2 separate regions of the Mus musculus genome follow, and region 2 is linked to region 1. Evidence: chromatin contacts called from public promoter capture Hi-C data. All regions are on one chromosome and are shown on one strand. Each heading gives the region's core, a stretch centred on a gene start, on an enhancer-like site or on the middle of the called end of the contact. The rest is flanking DNA. Distances are from core to core; before and after follow the strand shown. Region 1 holds the start of Fgf13 (fibroblast growth factor 13). Region 2 holds the start of F9 (coagulation factor IX).

Region 1 (7,895 bases), core at 3,447-5,946:
CCCATTCATTTAAATAATCACTTAAAATTAATACTAAAATGCTTGGTTTGGTAGGGGGAGATAGATTCGAAGGGTTACATTTGAAAGTTGAGAGATCAGTTTAATGATTAGGCATCTATGTTTTATGGCGGCTGGGTGGCATAGCAGCAGTGGGGAAGTGGAGCTATCTCCCTAAGCACTGGTTGCTCCTCAACACAATGAAGTCAAGCTCGACTGGCCTGCTGGGTCTTTGTGATACTTTTCATTTGCATGCTGCATGTTATGGTAATATTTACCTTTCATTGACTTACCACTATATGTTATAATCATAGTAGACATGGATTCTTGTTATCTGGCTATGCTCTTTAAAGGTCTCTGAATGTCATCAGCATTCAGAAATGGCATGTCAGACAGAGTTATAAGATAACACAAGAAGAACTTATGGATATGGAGTAATGAAGAAGCATAACCTTCTAAACAGTATAAAGATCCAGAGTAAGAAATGGAGCTGTGTGTGTATGCACTTCTCTGTGTGTGCTAATATGTGCATCTCCTAAAATGAGTATATAAGGCATGATCTTTATGAGTTCGTCATATCACTCTTATTAGCAGACAACACACTCAATCATCTATTTAAAACAAAACAAAACAAAACTATTCATTTTGAGGAAATACTAGAACCAAATATTTCTTCTCTATTTGCACCTGGACAATTAAAGTATATGGAAGCAACCAGATTGGTAGCTAATCACAAACTTCCCTTTAAGAATGCTCTTTTTTTGAGACACTATAGAGAGTAGCATCCATCACTTAACCCCTGCCCCAAGCATCAATTTGTATCCATAACTTGGTGAAACAATTTATTATGAACCACTATGTAGTGACGTGTGTTACTTCATTCCAGTAAAGTGCTGAGCTTCGTTTGGGTAGTTGTTTCAAATAGAGTAGTATGCATGAAAGAGTAACTAGGATTCGTTATAAAACTTTAATATCATCACAGCAACACAGCATTTGGCAAAACACTGAACAGCCATTTAATATACTAGGCCTTCATCCTAGGAACCAAGAGACATTTCTTCAAGGGTAATTGAAGGTAACTTTCTCTTGAGGTACTATTTCAAGCCTCAGCCCAGGAAGCATTCTTAAAAGGTGTAAAATTCTTTAATCCTTAATACTGGAACACTTATCTATGGCTTTACTGCCTACAGTTATGCAGTTCCAAAAGAATGAACTACAGAGAATTCCTTAGCAGCCAGACCTACTTTCCGTGGCTATTTTCTCAGCCAACAATGGGAATATTTCTAGGAACTAACAAATCTGAGGGAAATGAATCCAAATTTTGAAAACAGAATGAATTATGAGAACCAAGAATTTTTTAGTCCTCAGAAACAAATGAGTAAGTCTGCAGATATCTGTAAATTGAAAGAAACAACAATTATTAATATTGAAGGAAAGGGGGCACTATTTGTAATTTTGTTTTAATTATTCTAAATAAATATTTGTAGACAAAGGTGTATAACAAACACCTTCAGATCACTGGGCTTCAGTAATTGCAAATAAAACTCCATTTTGATGCATTTCCTTCTTAATTCAACATTATGGTCTCCAGTTTAGTTTAAAGAAATCCCATTGCATAGCCATGCAAGTAACTCAATGTTAAAATATCAATTAGTCTCAGACTTATTGGTATAATGTGGCAGGGGCAAAAGCTTGTAACAATGAATTATCGCGGTATGAAACCACTCCTGCCTCTTGGGATGAGGTTCATCTTTAAGAGTGGAGATAGCATGCTATTTCAGGATCACTGTGTGGGTGAGAAATTTTTCTGGGGGGAAAAAGTAATAAAATCCAAAGGACAGCCATAAATCTATCTAGATTACCATGGAGATGACATTTGGATCATCCTTCAGATAGTGTCAACACTATTTGCTCAACTTTGTATTTTGGATGTTTCCATGTTCAACTTCCTGTCGGTGAGCCTATGCAAACAGGGTTATGTCACATGATCATATTTTGCATTGACATAAGGATTTGGCAAAGTTTGTTTGAATTAAAAACAAATAAAAAGAACCCAATGTCAACAATATGCTGGTACATACTATTTATTTAGCAGTCACTTACTGTAAGTGCTGTCCTCGTCTTTGGTGCCATCAATGGTTCCATCTGCCTGCAGTTGCAAGTGGTAGCCTTGTCGGCTGTATAGTTTGGTAACTATACCCTTAAGCTGAGGCTCTGCAAAGAGAACAATGGTTTGGGTCAATTGATATAATATATATATATATATATATATATATATATATATATATATATATATATATATAGTGGAAGAGATTCAGGATTCAAAATTCTACTTTAACATAGAAATTTTAGTGGGGGTTAAAAATCAAACTATATTTTGAAAGAGTCCTCTGAAAGAAAGAAAACAAGCAAACAAATGAGAAATTTAAGGAAAAAACACATTAGAATATATGAAAAAAACATTTGATTTCTATTTCAAAACATTGGTAATACACTAAAGCTTTTGACACTGTCTACTATTTCTGATCACTGGCCCTTTTGTATCTAGTGGCACTCCACCTCGTTAAACATTCTGAATGAGTTGGCAAATGGTATAGTCTGCCTTCTGAATAATGTGTTACTTTTCATGTGGAAGGAAAATAAATACAAAAATAATGTAGAGTAGCTCGCCAACCGGTTGCCAAACCCACCAGCAACAATTTCCTTAAGAATAAGCACAATTTGTAGAAGGCTATCTATCTAACCTGGAATCCCATCAAAGGACCTCTAGCTACAAAACTGAGTCTCCCAACATAAGATAATAAAGAGTGGGTAGAAAAAACAGCCATCTCCAGCCCTATCAGATTTTTTTTTCCTTATGGAAAATGGATGTGAAAAGAACAGTTTCTGTTAATGAAGAGGAAGGAAAATAAAATCGTACTTATTTTCAAATTTAATATAAAACACATGATTACTCAAAACATAGGTTCTTGATTAAAATGATCATCAAGTATTAATCACCATAGATTAATCAAGCATTTAATTTATTTGCTTTCATTGAATACCGACACCTGCATTAAAATAATATTTATTGGTGTCACATAATCACACGTTGTAATGGCTTTTTTAAACAAATTTAATTCACAGCTTATGCATTACAAACTTTGTGCAAACTGAAGACGTATGCCTGCTTTTGGAAATTCCAGGGTGTGTAGAACACACAGAGAAATAACTGATGGATGAGTAAGTCTGGTTTGCTGTAATACTTGTCAAATAAAAGGCAAGAAAATGGTGCGGACGGTTTATATGGTCAAGAAAGGTAAATAAACTGCCTGCTCCCCTCCCTGCCCCCACCCCCACCCCCAAGGTCTACCTTGACGCAACCTGACACCTAAGGCTTTTGGAATTTCTTCTGTCGCGGAAATACCTTGCCACTCAGCACTGAAATGGTCCAAAAGGACCCACAACCTGAAGATGATTTAAGTGCTGTCTTTTGTCTTGTATTTAATGTCAAGTTATCAGTTTTACTAGTCTGACCAGGTCACTAAAATCTTTGACGCAAGGTTCTAGAATTATTGCCACCACCACAACCACCCCCCCTCCAGCAAACGCTTCAAAGCTGCCCCACAAGTCACGTCTGTCCCGAAAAGAAATGGAATGCCTAAACAGTGGAAAACTCATAGCCCTTGGGACTGGAACCTGGAGGGGAAGGGTCTGGCTGGCAGTGATGAAAGCAAGATAGGAGTTCCCCGGCTTTTCCAGGAGGGATGGGCAATGAAGTCAGCCCTGCTCCTCTCTTGCGATCTCCAAACCTACAGGACAGCCTGTCTGGGTTACGCCTTCCCTTAGCCCAGGGGCATGCACACCCATACATGCATGTGGCAGGTCTGAAGAGGAGGGCGCACCTCCAGGGCAAGCTATGCTCCTGGGCTCTGTGCCTGTCCCAGGGCAGTTGCATTGCAGCAAGCCTGTTTAACTGTTACAGAGGCAAGGAAAAAAAAAAAAAAAAGCAATCGCCTTCCCACGCACGCACACCGGCTAGGGGGCCTCATCTGCACAAGCTAGGCTCCAAACTCACCTACGCTTCCATGCCGCCCCCAACCCCCTTCACAGTCGCAAAGTAAGAGAGGGCAAAGATAAAAGGCAAAGCCCCTTTCCGACCTGGTCTCCTTCTGCGCCTCTTCTTGGAGCCAAAGAGTTTGACCCGGGAAAAGACGTTTAACTTGTTTTTGTCGCAGCTGGTCTTGCCTTTGCTGGGGCTGCTGACACACTTGCAGGCATTGGATTTCTCGCGCTCGCGGGCTTGTCTCTTTTGCCGGATGAGCGAGCTGGCGATAGCCGCCGCCATGGCCACGACGCCCACCACCACCACTTCTTCGGGGGCCCCTCTGCCTTCGCCTCCTCTCGCTCCTCCGCTGCTGCGCTGCTCGCGCCTTGGCCGCCTGGGTCTCCTTAGCCTGCGCTTGCTTGGCCGGGGCTTCTGGGCACTCCGGCTTCAGTCGCGGAGGGGGCTCAGCATGCCTTCTGAGCTCCTCCGAAGGTGCTCGGGCTCCCGCGCGGGTTCTGGTAGCCTTGGTCCGAACCGACGCCACAGCCCCGGGCCGGGATGGCAGGCGAGACTAGCAGGAGGCAGGCAGAGAGCTGCGCTTGTGACTGCGTGCGCTCGGCCCCTGAGCCCCGAGGACACGGTGCAAGTCCAAGCGGCTCGGGTCGGAGTTTCGCGGCACCCCCGCCCTGTGTCGCGTGGAGGGGGCCGGAGGAGGGAGGCGGGCGGAGGGAGAGCGCGCGGGCGGGAGAGAGGCCGCGGGCGCGGGCGGCGGGCGCGAGGAGGGAGGAGGCAGCGCACGGGGGAGCGCGCCCTCGCCCTGGCCCCTCCGGCGCTTCCACTAGTCCTTGCAACTTCGCCGCCTGAAGACCGGCAAAAGTTGGCCGGTGCCAGCTTTCCCGCAGGGATCAAACAGGTAATGGCCTGGCATCGTCGCTGTGGCTGCTGCTCTGGGCGCGGCACCGTCGCAGCACAGGAATTCAGTCGCTGCAGGCACCCTCCAGAAGAGCGCGACAGCCTGGCGGAGGCCCCCTCCCTGTCTCGGCGGCCCCTCCCTCCCGGAACCCAGCTACTGGCTCCCGCCCGCCCGCCGCCCCCGACCGCCCCACCCCCCGGGTGCAGAGTCCCCGCTCCCACGAACACCTGTAGAAGATCAAGACACTGCCCCGTTGCCCAAAGCCCTCTTTCCTTTTCCCTAAAAGAGGCTTAGGGAGAAACAGTGATGGAGGAGGCACTTAGGGTGAGATAGTTGCCTTGCAGGAGCTGGGCTGTGCTGGGCTTTGGGGCTGGGAGAAGAGGAAAGAGGGTGTGCATTGAGTACAGGACTCAGAGTTAGCCCCAGCCAGAACCCCAGAAGTTGCCCAGACTCCTGCACATGGCTCAGTAATAGCCCACATCCCACCAGAGACCTGCGGAGATATTTTGCATGGCGACACTTGTAGCCCTTCAGGAGAGGAGGCCAGGGCACACAGACGGGTTCAGCCCCCACTATAGCGGCAGCAGCAGGCACTGCAGAGCTGCTCCAGCACACCACGCTGCCACCCAGTGGTTTCTGCTGACTTTTCCTTTCGTGCTGAAGTGTACTGGCCAAGCCTCGTTGTTTTTTTTTGTTTTGTTTTTTTTTTCTCCTCGTCGCCCCCTCATCTGGCCATTTGGGAGCCACGCAGTGAGCCTGGACGTGTACCACGGGCAATATTGGGGGAAAAGAGCATAGCCCAGATCTTCATTTCAGCTCTGCTCCATCCCCCATTTCCTGCTTCCTTCTTTTACTTCTTCCTCAAAACCAAAAAGATTCATCTATAACCCCCAATTCTGGAATCAGCTTGGCCTTTTACTAGCTAATTTGTACTAATAGGTTCTTTCTCTCAGTCCTTGTAAATGCATTAATGAGATCATTAGTCCGTCCACCTCTGTACCTTTAGATGCTATTATTTTGCTGTTTTGTTTTAATCTCCAAGGCTAAATAGAAAGCTCTACTAGGGCTCTACGCTTTTTGTACTGGACCCTCTCCTCTTTCCCAGGTCATTTCAAAATAAACTAAAATGCAAAACCAATGCTTAACTTATCCAGAGTCTCTGAGAAAGCAAAGAAAACATCAGCTTAATTCATGGAGCGAAGACCCCTGGTTTGCTCCCACTGTGTCTGGAATGCCTGCACAGTTGGAGCTCCTCTTGTTCACTGTATTCCCATTTCCTTGTCATATAGACAACATCAGTCAAAATCCATTGAAAATTATTGATGAATGCGTGGTTGGTATTGATTCCAGATGGAAGAAGAGATGTCTCCACTCAGAAAGAACAATTGGTTAAATTTCAGGAACTAGGAAGGGAAGTATTTCATCGTAAGCTAGATCAGAAGAAACTTTGACCAGGACCAGATATTTGGGATTTGGAATGAATTTACTCTGGTACCTTATTCAAGGGCCCCTGTTCTTCAACTCATATTGCTTTTGGAATTCCAGGTCCAGTATATGAAAACGCTAAACAAGGACAAAGGTTTTATTTAGAAAAGGAACAGACTTGGCAAAGGATTAGGAAATATTACAAGGAAATGAAAAGGGCTTTCCTACATAGTTTTTCATCCATTTCTCCAGGAGAACTATTTACCATTTGCTTAAATAACCCCGGAATATTTTTAGAGTGCCTGTGGATTTATTGTCTTCTCTTGGTTAGATACTGTCAGTAAACAGACTCATAGAAGAAGACTTGAGCATATACAGCCAAGAGGGGCAATTACCATTACAAAGTACAAGTACGCAAACATCATCTGCTCTCCTAGTCCTTATGTACCATCAACTTGTTTGTGTTTTGACTGCGAATTGAACTCTCTGGCATGAGCACATGGGTCCACTGGGCCAACACTGACAACTTGAGTCCATGGGTATTTGCAAATACCTTTCCTGCTCAAATTCGTTTCTTCTCAGTTATTTCTCTAAACTTTATTTTTAGCTATTGCATAAAATATAAAAAAAAATTAAACTTACAACGGAAGTACCACAGTCTCTTAAAGCATGTATATTGTGTAATGTTTTATGTTAAAAACACCTGGTCAAATACTATTTACCATGAAAATCTTCAAGTTTTGAAATATACAGTCCATTATTGTGTATAGTCATCTTTCTGTGCGATAGCACATCGGAACGTTTTCCTCCCACCTAACTGTTACTTACACATTGATCAACCTTCCCCCATCAATCTTGCTAATTCCCAAACAGGGATAATAGAATAAATAAGACATAGTCCTTGTTGGCATCCAAAAGTTCCTTCTACTTCTTTATATTCTCCACCTCATTCTCTCATTTCTATGAGAAAATATCTGATGTGAGATTGATGAGACTGGATTAAGATGTCTCTAACTTAATGTATTCTGTCTGACTGTAGACCACATGCATTCTTCTCTCTCTTTCCTCCACTAAGATGTCTGTGACTCACAGTCAAGTTCAATCCAGAACATAAAGAAAGATATCTGTGGGGGATGGAGAGATGGCTCAGTGGGTAATAGCATTTGCTGTTATTGTATCAGACTCAAGTTTGGTACTATGTACTCATGTCAGGCTGCTCGTTGAGGTCCGAACAGTCTTCTGGCCCCTGTGGGCACCCTCCTCAGCATATTACAGAGACACACACTAATACACACTCAAACACATGCAGCCACACATGCATACGCAGACATGCACGTATATATATACATGGAACAAACGGGTCCCTCTAAATCACATTATCCAATTGGCTTAACTATAAATAAAGCATGCTTTTTATGGTTTCCTACCACTCATTTCTATTCCCCAGGTGCTTAGTAACTTAAAGAAAAGCATGAATATCATTTTTCAAATCCTCAAAGTGCTATGTATCTGAGGAGGGCAAAATGAAAGCCA
Region 2 (7,317 bases), core at 3,716-6,215, 870 kb after region 1:
CCTGGAGTCCAGACCCTAACCCTAGCCACTCCCATGTCTCTTCCTGGTCTGCTGCTGCTCACAGCATCCAGTTCAGTGCTGGATTTTTGAAGAACAGCCTCCCATACCTCCCAAGAGTACCCTGTTCTCTACTGATGTGAAGTATGAGCCAGGAAGCCTGCTTTCACTAGTGTACCATGTCATCTTTTTGCATAGGCTGGCCACTGGCCACTTGATTAGTGCTCCTTAGTGCCACGGAAGGCTAGTTAGAAAGAGGCTGGATGTAAGTCCCAAGTAAATGCATCCTACCACATGCATAAAACCACTTCTCTAGTGGTTTCTCCAGGATAGGTCATTCAAAGAGCTGGCCACACCCCAAGAATGGTGGGGGCTCCTTAACCTCTGTGGGAGGTTGGGTGTTGGCTGGGAGACTGGAAGGTCTTCTGGATGATGTGAACAGAGCTTATGATTTAAGTTCATCCAAGACAAGGTGTCTGCCATCCCCAGTTCTGGGGATGAATCTGGGATGCACTAAGGAGTAGTACTGAGACTATCAGAATTGGACACTAGGTAAGCAGCAGGATCAAGAAAGGCTAGAAGAGGAAGAAGTCACACCAATCCCGGACACTATTAATGATACTCTGTTATGCTTTCAGACAGGAGCCTAGCATGTATAAGATGTATACTTCAACATATCCATGGGGATAGTTACATACACATGTACATATACACATGTGTTCAGAGACAGGGTCTACATATTTCACTATATTGGCACATGGTATAAGAAAGATTATAAGTTCCTGGTTAAAATGAAGTATATAAAGAATATTTCAGATTTAGTAATCCAGTTTATTTTTTTAAAAGATTTATTTATTATATGTAAGTGCACTGTAGCTGTCTTCAGACACTCCAGAAGAGGGCGTCAGATCTTGTCACAGATGGTTGTGAGCCACCATGTGGTTGCTGGGATTTGAACTTCAGACCTTCGGAAGAGCAGTCGGGTGCTCTTACCCACTGAGCCATCTCACCAGCCCGTAATCCAGTTTATAAACATATGTTAAGATAGATATATTTTTTACCAGTACTGTAGGATTACAATTATATGCAGAATCTCTAGTAGTTAAGATAACAGACACAAAAGCAGAGGGCGATTACCAGAGCCTGAAAGGATAGGACTAAATGAGAGATGTTGAATAGCATAGTGTTTCAGTAATCAAGATAAGAGTACTGGATATACCCAGTTTCAGGGTTTCAGTCTCCACCTGTAGCAGATCCTCTGCCACGGGGCTCCATACCCAAATAGCTCTGAGGGAGCAAGCCTCCCAGAAGTGCGGATAGGACTGTGAGTGCAGGTAGGATTACCACCATTGCTCAAAGGAACCTGCCCAGAACCCTCAGGACACAGGAACCAAGGGGCTGCCTGGAACGGGAGCCTTCTGCATGCAGAACTGATCCTGTGCCACAGAGCTACATATACAAATACTTCCAGGAGAGAGCTGGTCTCCCAGGAATGCTTTCATACCTACAAGCACAGATAAGACCACCACTTCTCTTCAAATTCCTTACCCAAGAGAGATACTCACAGAGACATCAGGACACAGGAACCAAGGATCAGCTGGGGACAGTATCCTTCTGGTCTCTGCACCCCAGACCTGACCCTGTACCGCAGCTCTCCATCCCAAATTCCTCCCGGAGAGATCTGGTCTCCTAGGAGTACTGACTGACACACAGGCTTACAGGAAGGACAAGTCAAAGTCAGAGACAGCAAGACCAGCTAACACCAGAGATAACCATGTGGCAAAATGCAAGCATAAGAATATAAGCAACAGAAACCAAGACTACTTTGCATCATCAGAACCCAGTTCTCCCACCACAGTGAACCCTGGATACCCCAATACACCAGAAAAGCAAGACTCTGAGATAAAATCATATCTCATGATGATGATAAAAGACTTTAAGAACTAAGATCAAAATCTCAGTTGACAGCAGATGCTAGCAAGGTTGTGAAGAAAGAGGAACACTCCTCCATTGCTGGTGGGATTGCAAGCTGGTACAACCACTCTAGAAATCAGTTTAGCAGTTCTTTAGAAAATTAGACATAGTACTACCAAGGGCCCAGCTATACCACTAGCATATACCTGGGCATATACTCAGAAAATGCTCCAATATGTAATGAGGACACATGTTCCACTATGTTCATAGCATCCTTATTTATAATAGCCAGAAGCTGGAAAGAACCCAGATGTCCCTCAACAGAGGAATGGATACAAGAAATGCGGGACATTTACACAATGGAATACTACTCAGCTATTAAAAACAATGAATTTATAGAATTCTTAGGCAAATGGATGGAACTAGAAAATATTATCCTAAGTGAGGTAACCCAATCACAAAAGAACACACATGGTATGCACTCACTGATAAATGGATATTAGCCCAGAAGGTTGGAATACCCAAGATACAATTCATAGACCACATGAAACTCAAGAAGGAAGACCAAAGTGTGGATACTTCAAGCCTTCTTAGAAGGGGGAACAAAATACCCATGGGAGGAATTACAAAGTGTGGAGGAGAAACTGAAGGAAAGACTACCCAGAGACTGCTCCACCTGGGGATCCATCCCATATACAGTTACCAAATTCAGACACTATTGTGGATGCCAACAAATGCATGCTGATAGGAGGCTGATATAGCTGTCTCCTGAGAGGCTCTGCCAGAGCCTGATAAATACAGAGGTGGAAGCTTGCAGCCAACCATTGGGCTGAGCACAGGGTCCCCAATGGTAGAACTAGAGAAAGGACTCAAGAAGCTGAAGGGGTTTGCAGCCCGATAGGAGGAACAACAATATGAACTAACCAGTATCTCCAGAGCTCCCAGGGACTAAATCACCAACCAAGGAGTACACATGGAGGGACCCATGGCTCCAGCCGCATATGTAGCAGAGGATAGCCTCATCAATGGGAGGAAAGGCCTTTGGTTCTGTGAAGGCACTATGCCCCAGTGTAGGGGAATGCCAGGACCAGGAAGTGTGAGTGGGTGGGTTGGTGAGCAGAGGTAGGCAGGAGGGGATAGGGGGTTTTCAGAGGGAAAACCAGGAAAGGGAATAACATTTGAAATGCAAATAAAGAAAGTATCTGCTTAAAAAAGAAAGGCCTGGGAGCACAAAAAATTATATAAAATAAGAAAAAAAAAGAGTTCTGGATGTATTTTACACTTACTTAAAAATAGTCAAGAAAATAAATTTGGTATTAGGTGTATTTTATCACAATTTTAAAATGTTATAGAAGAAATCATCACAGAAACATGTTCAACCAATTCTTGTTATATTTAATCCATCCTATACCCTTCTTTTCATGTCTAAAGAAAACAAGACAGTGTTGGAATACCAACCAGAATCTCGTCCTCTGCATAGACACGGTGCTTTGAATGACGTAAGCTTCCATAAGCTTCCTTGGGCATTTTGTGTTTCAGTATTGCATATATGTTTCCAGTAAAGACCTTTAGGAAGCAGTACCAGATTAAGTTAATAAAACTTGGGAGTCAGTAACAGTTTTAGAATAGAAGGATGGTACCTCTGAGTGATGGGTCACTGTTAACCCAACTCAGAAGAATCCTTCAGAAATGGAAAAAAATAAGTTTCAGAGTTGTGCCTACTTTTAAATCCTAGAGCAAAAATCTATGTGAACCCATAAAAAGTTGGGTAAATATGATTAACTAGTAGTTAGATGATATAACCCTAGAAGTAGGCTAAGTTCATCAACTAATAAGACACAAATTGTCTTTAATTCTAAGGGAATTGGAATTCTAATTCATAATTGGAGCAAAATTAGATACAAGCAAGGTATCTTTTTTTGCTTATCCCATTAGCAAGGACAAGAACATTGACAAAGACATGGGAAAATTAGCCATTTTATTTTCTCTATTCCATTTATTTTTCCATTTATTATTTATCAAAACACACATAGCAATAACAAAATACCGACAATAAATAATATCCATTAAGAGCTTTCAGAGTATTAAGACATCTTATTTATTAAGCTTCCAATGATGAAATATGTACAGTAGAGGTACTGTGTACTGTTCCCAATTACAGATAAGGAAACTGAGTTTTTTTTCAGGTTAAATTAATGGTGAATAATTTTAAAAATATGACAAGTCACAGGCTGATACATAGTTACTATTCTAAACATTATATATAAATATATATAAGAAATTAACATAATAGACCAAATAAAAGGATTCACTTGTTATCTTTAAACTCTATATTATTGCTCTGTGATGAAGATAAACTGAGTTCCCACAGATAAACTTACCTGGCAGCACAATTGTAGCTCTGCTCCAGTGGCAGCAGCTCATGAAACCAGAGTGCACTTTTTGTTTTGTTTTGTTTTGTTTTGTTTTGTTTTGTTTTGTTTTGTTTTGTTTTTTGTTTGTTTGTTTGTTTTGTTTTGTTGTTGTTGTTGTTTTGTTTGTTTGTTTTTCAAGACAGGGTTTATCTGTAAAGCCCTGGCTGTCCTGGAACTCACTTTGTAGACCAGGCTGGCCTCGAACTCAGAAATCTGCCTGCCTCTGCCTCCCGAGTGCTGGGATTAAAGGCGTGCGCCACCACCGGCCGGCCACTTTTTTTTATTATTAGATATTTTCTTTATTTACATTTCAAATGTTATCCCCTTTCCTGGTTTCCCCTCCAAAACCCCCCTATCTCTTTCCCCCTCTCCCTGCTCTCCAGCCCACCCACCCCTTCTTCCTGGTCCTGGCATTCCCCTACACTGGGGCATTTGAGCCCTCACAGAACCAAGAACCTCAGAGTGTACTTTAATAACAAGCCCTGACCATTCTCTTCACTTGATCCAAGAACCAACTGGAAATAGCCCAAAGATACACCGAGGGAGATGGACAACAATTTCCCAGAAGTAAGTCCCATTCAGCTTGCACTTTGGAACGATTGATTAGCCCTGACGCTTGCACAATCTCCTAACAAAGGTCATGAAGCACCTGAACACCGTCATGGCAGAATCCCCGGCTCTCATCACCATCTTCCTTTTAGGATATCTACTCAGTACCGAATGTGCAGGTTTGTTTCTTTTTCGATGCTATGCTTAATATGCTTCTCCTTTAAAAACAGAAATATTTAGAACTACCTTTATCAAGTAAAGCAAGATTTCATGATTTGGCAGCTATAGTTTCTATTGTAGCAGGAAGCACGTCAGCCAGGAACTCTGGCTCTGTGGTAACTTCAGTTTCAATATTTGAAAAAACGAACTACATTTACAGGGCTTGTGGTGCATTTTTATTTAATAGATACAGTTATTCTTATGATTTGACAATATAATTCCACTTAAAATTTATGTGTCCTTGGTTTTAAAAAAATGAAAATCGGAAAATGTCTTAACAAAGAAATTGCACAATAAGCAGGAAACATGTTATTTTAGGATTTTAGACTCATCACCTTGAAATAAAAAGGGGAAACATCAAAACCACAATGGTTAATTTGCATAAAAAGTCTTTCTTGAATCTACATGTGTTCCAGTGTTTTAGAACTAGATGGTAAGGCATAGTTATAATGTTTAAACATATATTTATAGTTTAATTTCTCAGCTAAAATTGAAAGATTACGCTTTTATTACTAAGTTGCTGTCTGTAATGAAAGCTTTTACATAGATGGAAATAAATCAGCTCATCTGTCATACATCTCAGAGCTGATGTTTAGAGAACCATAATACTCAGAGGCCTCCCTAGGGGACAAAAGTAAGTATACAAATGGCCAGAAAGAGGAGTAGCTTAATTCATGCAAAGTACAGCACATCAGGGTTTCGTTTGGTTTCGTTTTTTGCAACAACAGTGGCATTACTCCCCAGGGAAAGGCACACAGGAAGAACTTACTGGCTTTAGACAAACAGCCTGATTGCCCCAGATGCATTTATCACACTTACTAGTCAACCTACTAAAGTCAAGCAAGTGACAGTGCCAGGATCAGAGGTGCCAACCCTGAGCATCCCCAGAAAATCGGCTGGTCTCCTGGTTCCCACTCCAGACATGATGTCAACTGTGGAATCAGACTTAAAAGCTGAAATGATGATGTGAGAATGCAAAGGTTAAACTGCACTAGCAAAGTGGGTAGAGATGAAAAATACATGTTGGAAACTCATTACGTGGACCATAAAGGCAGGTCATTCAACCTAGTGCATCAGATTGACCTATGTGAGAACAAAAGATCCAAGCACTCTCTTATAAAGATCCAAGCACGTCTTAGTGGTGAGGGAATCTCAGATGTAAAATGATAGAAAAAAATCATGATTTCAGAGCTGTGGCAATAATGACTAAAGAGGTGTTAAATATATGATCCCCAGACAGTATTGAGGATAAAAAGAACAAGATTGTGAGTCAGTTTGGTCAGGGAACCAGGGAAATGGCCCTGGCTGGGGAGTGGGGCTAGGTATTCATAAAGCACACTCTTCTGTTAAACGGTCCTGGGCTTTAGAACAGAGAGGCCCCATGTTCATAACTACTGCCTTATTGTGACAAATTAGAATTGGGAAATCAAAATTAGTCTGTGAAATGAATTTGTGCTTACAATGTATGCAAATCAAAATTATCTTTAATGCATGTATTTGGATATTAGTCCATACTGTTGTGGTTCGTGGTACTGTGACAAGGTACTGTGGCAGAGATGAATGGGTTCAGAAAAAAAGACTTTAATGGGAAGGGATGAGGTGTGTACCACATGCTTAGGAAGTACAAAAGAAGGAACATAATGGATGTAAAATCTCCTGAAAGATACAGTGTTTGGAGCAAGATCTCAAGAAATGAATAGTTGCCCACTATCCTTAAATGTCTGACCTGGATGGTTCATTGGGCAAAACTGCTTTCCACCAAGCCTAACAACCTGAGTTTGATCCCGAGGGTCTATACAGTGAATAAGAGACTTGACTTCCAGGATTGTCATTTAATCCCCACATGTATGAGAACACTTACAATGCATGTATGCATAAATACAGATGGATGTATATACATGTATGTGTATATGTAAACACACACACATATTCTTAGGGTTTATGTAGTCATTTTAAACACCATGACCATAAGTAACTTGGGGCGAAAAGGTTTATTTCAGCTGGGGGAAGTCAGAGAGGGAACTGAAACCAGACAAGAACCTGGAGGCAGGAGCTGATATAGAAGCCATGGAGAAATACTGCTTACTGTCTTCCTCCTCAAGGCTTGCTCCGACTGCTTTCTTACACAACTCAGAAACAGGATCACCAGCTTATGAGTAGCACATCCAAAAGTGATCTTGGCCCTCCCACATCAATCATCATTCAAGAATATACTCCACAGTTT

The links. Promoter capture Hi-C pulls out the DNA fragments that hold promoters and counts their contacts.
Region 2: a contact with region 1 is called in a promoter capture Hi-C map of pre-B cells, with 5 times the contacts expected there. The contact joins the promoter of F9 here to the promoter of Fgf13 in region 1. A contact is called at or near these places in 2 of 39 promoter capture datasets (pre-B cells and stem cell-derived epiblast-like cells) and 1 of 115 datasets of contacts at active chromatin or transcription factors (large pre-B cells).

The regions. Positions count from the first base shown.
Region 1 is chrX:59,129,740-59,137,634 of GRCm38.p6, forward strand. It overlaps Fgf13 (fibroblast growth factor 13), which reads right to left and starts at 4,697. Exons shown (of 5, transcript NM_010200.3): 1 at 4,138-4,697; 2 at 2,101-2,211. The coding sequence starts at 4,324.
Region 2 is chrX:59,994,499-60,001,815 of GRCm38.p6, forward strand. F9 (coagulation factor IX) reads left to right here and starts at 4,966. Exons shown (of 8, transcript NM_007979.2): 1 at 4,966-5,053. The coding sequence starts at 4,966.